2 separate regions of the Anas platyrhynchos genome follow, and region 1 is linked to region 2. Evidence: chromatin contacts called from public Hi-C data. All regions are on one chromosome and are shown on one strand. Each heading gives the region's core, a stretch centred on a gene start, on an enhancer-like site or on the middle of the called end of the contact. The rest is flanking DNA. Distances are from core to core; before and after follow the strand shown.

Region 1 (2,880 bases), core at 124-2,623, 200 kb before region 2:
GGTATATTCTGCGACTGCGCGCACTGTTGCTAGGGGGTCGTCTCTGTCCCTCTGGTGGTCGTGAAGTTGAAGGCCATAGTCTTCCTTGGCACTGTGGTTCAACTTCTTTTTTTTATTTGGTCATGTTGGCCCAGCGTGAGACAGGAAGGCAGGATGTTGATACACTAGGTTAGCAATTTATCAGGAGATGGTTACATGAGCTTTGCAGCAGTGTCTTTAAACAAAAGAGGCAACAGATGCAGAAGGAGAGAAGGGGAGGGGGGGGGGGGGGTTTCTCTTTTTTGTTACATTAAGCAAAAGAATTTTCATAGTGTCTAGCCAAGCATTATACAGCTCCTTACTTCAGCAGGGAGTTTTCACAACTCCCGTTCCTCAAACAGAACTCCTTGTTTTTACAAAAGACAGTGAACAAACATTTATTGTGTATTACATAACCCATCAGAAAAAAAAAAATGTATTCACTTCCAATACAAAATGCATCTCTTCTGGTTGATATATTCCAAAATATTTCCTCTAACGTATTCCTGGTCATATTGCCTACGTGTTATATTTATCCTCATTAATATCCTCAGTTACTCAACCATATTGAATAAACTACAGTACTTCTGAATGACATCAAAATCTGTCACCTAATAGGGATAGAAGTAAAAGTAAAATAAATACAAATAGATAAATACATAAATAAATACAGACTTCCCAAGCAACCTTACTTCTTAAATTAATGGATAAAATACGATAGCTTCCCTGTTTTATTCCATAACCTCTGCTTATGGTACGCAATTTTAAGTGGTACTGGCGCCCTGAGCAGATCCTTTATGTCAATTTTATGTCAAAAGCTTGCCTTTTTTCTCTAACTTTACTGGACTAACAAAAATATTACCTCTTTCCATATACTTTTTCCCCCTCTTTTTAGTATTATTGGAGGATCACTGTCACACCTGTAATATACTAAAATATCTACTCCAGTTAAGAAGTTTGTAACAGGGAATATGATCAGAACAAGTGGAAATCATAAGGTGTAATCCCTTTGCGGTAGGGCAGCCAGCTGCTGTTGGCACATCTCAGATCAGACACTGCTTAGGGGCAGGTCAGTACAAAGACTTGGGGCTATGACTGCAATGGTTTCTGCTCGAGTAGACCTTCACACCTTAGGTTTATGCTGCTTATGTTTGGGTACTTAAATCCATGTCTAAATAGGGATTTAGGGCATTACACAGGCGAAAGAAGAGTCAGTTGGCCTCTCTCCTTTAACTATAGACAAGCACAGCCTGGAGCAACCCCAGATCATTAAATGAGGCTCGTAGGAATACCCGGGGGAGAGGCCGTCTCAGCGCCTCGCGGACTACATTTCCCAGGCGGCCTTGCGGCAGACAGCCCGCCCTCCCATTGCCCTCCTCCGCGAGGGGCCTGCTGGGAGTTGTAGTAGAGGGGCAGCGAGAAGATGGCGACCAAGATCAACGTAGTGCTGCGGCCGGTGAAGAGTATCGTGGTGCGCTTCTGCCCCTTCGAGTCCAACGTGGAGAGCACCAGGTGAGGGGCGCCGGGGGGCTGTCAGGCAACCCCGGCCCCCCGGCGGCGTTGGTGTGCCCTGGGCCTCGGGCCTGCGCCGGGGGGGGGGGGACCTGGGCCTGCGCTGAGGAGCTGGGGGGGGGCACAATGACCTTGGGGTTACTTCAATTAACCCCAAGTTAATTGACATAACTTGTTAGTAACCCAGCTGGGAGAAACGCCTTGAAGTTTTGCGAAGTTCTTTCTACGTGTTAAGTATATAAGGAACATCCGTGTGGATTTTCACAAATAAAAATCCAAACGAAAAAATCCTCATAAAAAAAAAATCCAAATAAATAAAAATCCTAATAAAAAATCCCCATAAAAAGTACGTCTGAAACTATTAAATACAAATTCCATTATGTTTACGCTTCTGTCACCCTGCCATGTCAAGCTGTTCAAATCAGTTTTTAAAATATCTTCCATGTGTTTGCTGAACTTCTCCCTACAGTGTACTCAGTATATCTTTATCTTTCAGAAAATTTCTTGAATGTATAAGCCGTAAAAAAATACAAGCCACCAACAGGAACTGCGAGGTGACTGCGGATGTGAGACACGATGGGTCTGAACCACTTGTCGATGTTATGTTTGGTAAGGAGTTCTTTTTGAATCCTTACAAAAAAAACCTTCCAAGTTTGTGTTTTTACAGCATTACTGTATCCTTTATGATACTTTTTGCTGTGGTTTCTTGTTTTTGGTTCTGGTTTACACCTAAATGTGCAGCAGGGAGGAAAAAAGGAAGAGGGAGTCGCTGAGGGTTTGATATATATAGAAACATGCATGTATGTCTTTGTGCTAGTTAGACCTGGTAGGGTTGAGTCTGCTTGTGCAGTAACGTACTTGTGGGACCACACAATCAAACAGAGTTCCAGGGAAGGACGTGTAGCTTTGTTTTGATGTAAGAATCTGTTCACTTTGTAATTTATTTATTTTTTTTTAACCTATGGTGGAGGCATCTTGGTCTTGAGAATAGAAAAGTTTATACTTTCAGCTGCTTATACAACTGAGCAACTTGCTGTGTAGCTTGAAGGAACTGCTCATATAAGACCATACGTGTGCAGGTGGCCTTGCAAAATGAGGTCAACTGGAGTACAATGAATTTCTCGGTTTGCTTTGAGAGTACAGTGAGGAGGAAGGGATGATGGTGGAAATTTCCTCAGTTCTGGAAGCAGCCCAGATTCAAGGCTATGAACAGATGGCTGTAATCTGCTTTTGTCCTTTTCTCTGGCTGCATCTTCTTTCCTGCTGTGCTGTAATGGCCCAATATGGCATGTAGCCCATTAAAGTTTTCATTATTATTTTTTCCTGTTACTCTCCTTTCTTAAGCTTTCA
Region 2 (2,733 bases), core at 61-2,560:
TATCTAAGATACTTATGAATTACAACAGGGTTTAAAAATCACATTAATATATGCTTCATAAAGGCTAAACTTGTGAAAATGGCACCATGCTCAAACAAGGGTCACAACTTCAGGTCTTAAGTCTTTCTATGTGAGGCTTACTGCCAATTCACGTCACAGAAGAAACAGAAAGCAATTTAGTAAGATACTTTAGGACAAGTCACGGTGCTCCTTGCTCACAGCATTGCAACAAGGAGGGATGGTTTAGGTGGGCACTACTTGAGCTTCCCGGCAGCCTGGGCTTGCATCACTGCGTTAAACCAGTGGCATGATCGCGCCCCACCAACTTTCCAAATAAACAGCGCACTCGTGACACCTATAATATAAACCAGCTGCTGCGCTCTATTTCTTGTACTAAGTACTTAACTACCTTAACTCGTTAATAAGAAATTTGCTCCCCGTTCAGAACCCGCGTTTGGCTCAGCCTGCTCCCCAGCTGCAAATTAAAAAACGCAATAAAAAGATGAGAACATTTGCCGGGCTGGACTGCTAAGTGTGAAACAGGATCGGAGGGCGCCCCAGGAGCCCTGCCACATGCCACAGGACAGGCTGGTGGCAGCCAGCCCAGCCTGGTGCTCGCCTCCCCTTCTGTAGGTGAGGCGAGAAGGCTGCAGCAAAACCACTTGAAAGGCTTTGCCTCCAGTTTGAAGCTCCTGCAGCTCCAACCCCTTGTAAGAGCTAATGGGTTTTAGGCTCAGGGAGAAACACGTAGGCCATCCAGTTCGGGGCTAACAGACCATGAAACAGAACAATCCCTATTTAAGGCTGGTCATGGGATTTAGGAGAGTTTCGGCTCCGCGTTGCCACTCGGTTACACTCCGCAGGTCTCTGCCTGGGCGGCCAAGCCCGGCTGAGCCCCGTTTTTTTAGGATTTAAGCACCACAGCGGGCTGTTTCCTTAAGAACTACAGAAAAATAAATAAAGAAACCACTCGCTGTGCTCGCTTACACAACTCCAAAACAGAACCACCCCCCCCCACCCCACGACGACTCGGTGCCGGCTCGGCTCCCCTACACCCCCTTACCCCAAACGGCCGCCCCGCACTAACCGCCGCGGGCCCCCAACCGCCTCAGCGCCGCCGTCCCCCCGCTGCCGGCCGCCCCCCGCCCCGCTCACCCGTTCGCCGCCGCCTCCGCCCCGCTCGCCTCAGCCCGGCCCGGCCCGGCCCCGCCCCGGGTGCCGGGGAGGCGGGCTGGCGGCTCGCTACCTGAGCTTCGGAGGAGGAAGAAGGGAGCGGGCGGGGCGGCGCGCGGACTACAAGTCCCGTCATGCCCCGCCAAGGTAACGCCGGGTGGTTCACGGCGGCGGCTTGCCGCGGGGCATTCTGGGTGATGTAGGCGGCGCGTGGTCGTGGTGGGGATTGTAGTTCCAGAGGAATGGGGCGGAATGGGGGGGGCTGAGGGCCTTGTGCGCCGCCCTCACCGCAGCGCTGCCCCGAGGGCGGGCAGGGGGCTGCGGGACCCCCGCAGGGGGACCTGGCCCTGGGCCTGGCTGAGGGACGAGGCGGGCTGCGTGTCCCTGCTACGCAGCCCCTGTGCTCCACAACGTCATGTCGCTGTAACGTCATGTCGCTTTGACGTCATGTCGCGCCACAGCGCCGCGGATCACTGCCATGTCGCGATAGATTCTGGCGTGACCATCTATCAGCAATGGTAGTGGGGTTCCGTGTTAAATTTCACGGATGAAAGCGACAAGATAGTTCCATGCAGGGGGATTTTATTATTATTATTATTATTATTATTATTATTATTATTATTATTATTATTATTATTATTATTATTATTATTATTATTATTATTATTATTATTATTCTTGGAAATGTGGGGAATAAACCAGCCTTGCAGTATCTCAGTGGCTTGTGCAAGTAATGAGGAGCGTGGTATTGTGGAGAAAGTGAAAGCAGCACAATCTTTGTCCAAAAGTGTATTATCTTCATACGCCTTATATTTATACACCATACATGTATACACCCTACAAACACCATACACACAACTTCTGAAAAAGTCCCTCCGTTGAGCTTGCATCTTGAGGTTACCACGTGCCTCTTTTTCTAGAGTTGCCTTTATTTTTAGTTCCCTACACCCCACACTTCAGCCCTTTATCTGTCAGGTATTTGAGGACTTTGGATATTTGGGATTTCTGTGTGTCAGCAGCTTGCTAGCACAGTAGCAGTGACTGCTGTCAGACATCTCCCCGTGCTCACAACGGTGGGCGCTGTTAGATGCTGGAACAGAAAATATTCCCCCTTTTGTTCAAACCCTGCACAGCTGATCTGATTACTTGTAACATGCCTGGTACCTTAAAACCTGGCCAGTGAGATGATTGGATCTGTGACTGCAAACAGTAGCATAGTCCTATTGCATTACCCAGTCAATACTAGTCTGGGAGCTACCGACACCACCTGAGCATTATGCTTCTTCTGCTGGGACTGTATTCCTAAAGTCAAAGGAAATTGTGTTTTTATTTTTTATGTTATTATTTATTTATCTATTTATTGTGTCATTGTTTAAATAGCACATCAGACTGTTTGGAATTTATTTTGAACTTATATTTTTTTTTAATTGATGTTGTTCTTTTCAACTAATTTCCTCAGATTTGGCAGGGTAGCTTGCATTCATTGTGAGTAGAATTAATAGAGTTGAAAAGCATTTGTCAAGGACTGGTACAGAAGCCATGGCACAAGGAACGTTTTTG

What was found. Hi-C and Micro-C count contacts between places; a contact is called where the count stands out from the background.
Region 1: a Hi-C map of subcutaneous adipose tissue shows a contact between it and region 2, with 2.1 times the contacts expected there. The contact joins the promoter of MRPL53 here to the promoter of SNX16 in region 2. A contact is called at or near these places in 3 of 8 Hi-C or Micro-C datasets (liver, skeletal muscle and subcutaneous adipose tissue).

The regions. Positions count from the first base shown.
Region 1 is chr2:29,657,711-29,660,590 of IASCAAS_PekinDuck_T2T, reverse strand. It overlaps MRPL53 (mitochondrial ribosomal protein L53), which reads left to right and starts at 1,373. Exons shown (of 3, transcript XM_038175319.2): 1 at 1,373-1,530; 2 at 2,027-2,139. The coding sequence starts at 1,442.
Region 2 is chr2:29,454,310-29,457,042 of IASCAAS_PekinDuck_T2T, reverse strand. It overlaps SNX16 (sorting nexin 16), which reads right to left and starts at 1,310. Exons shown (of 8, transcript XM_027452412.3): 1 at 1,156-1,310.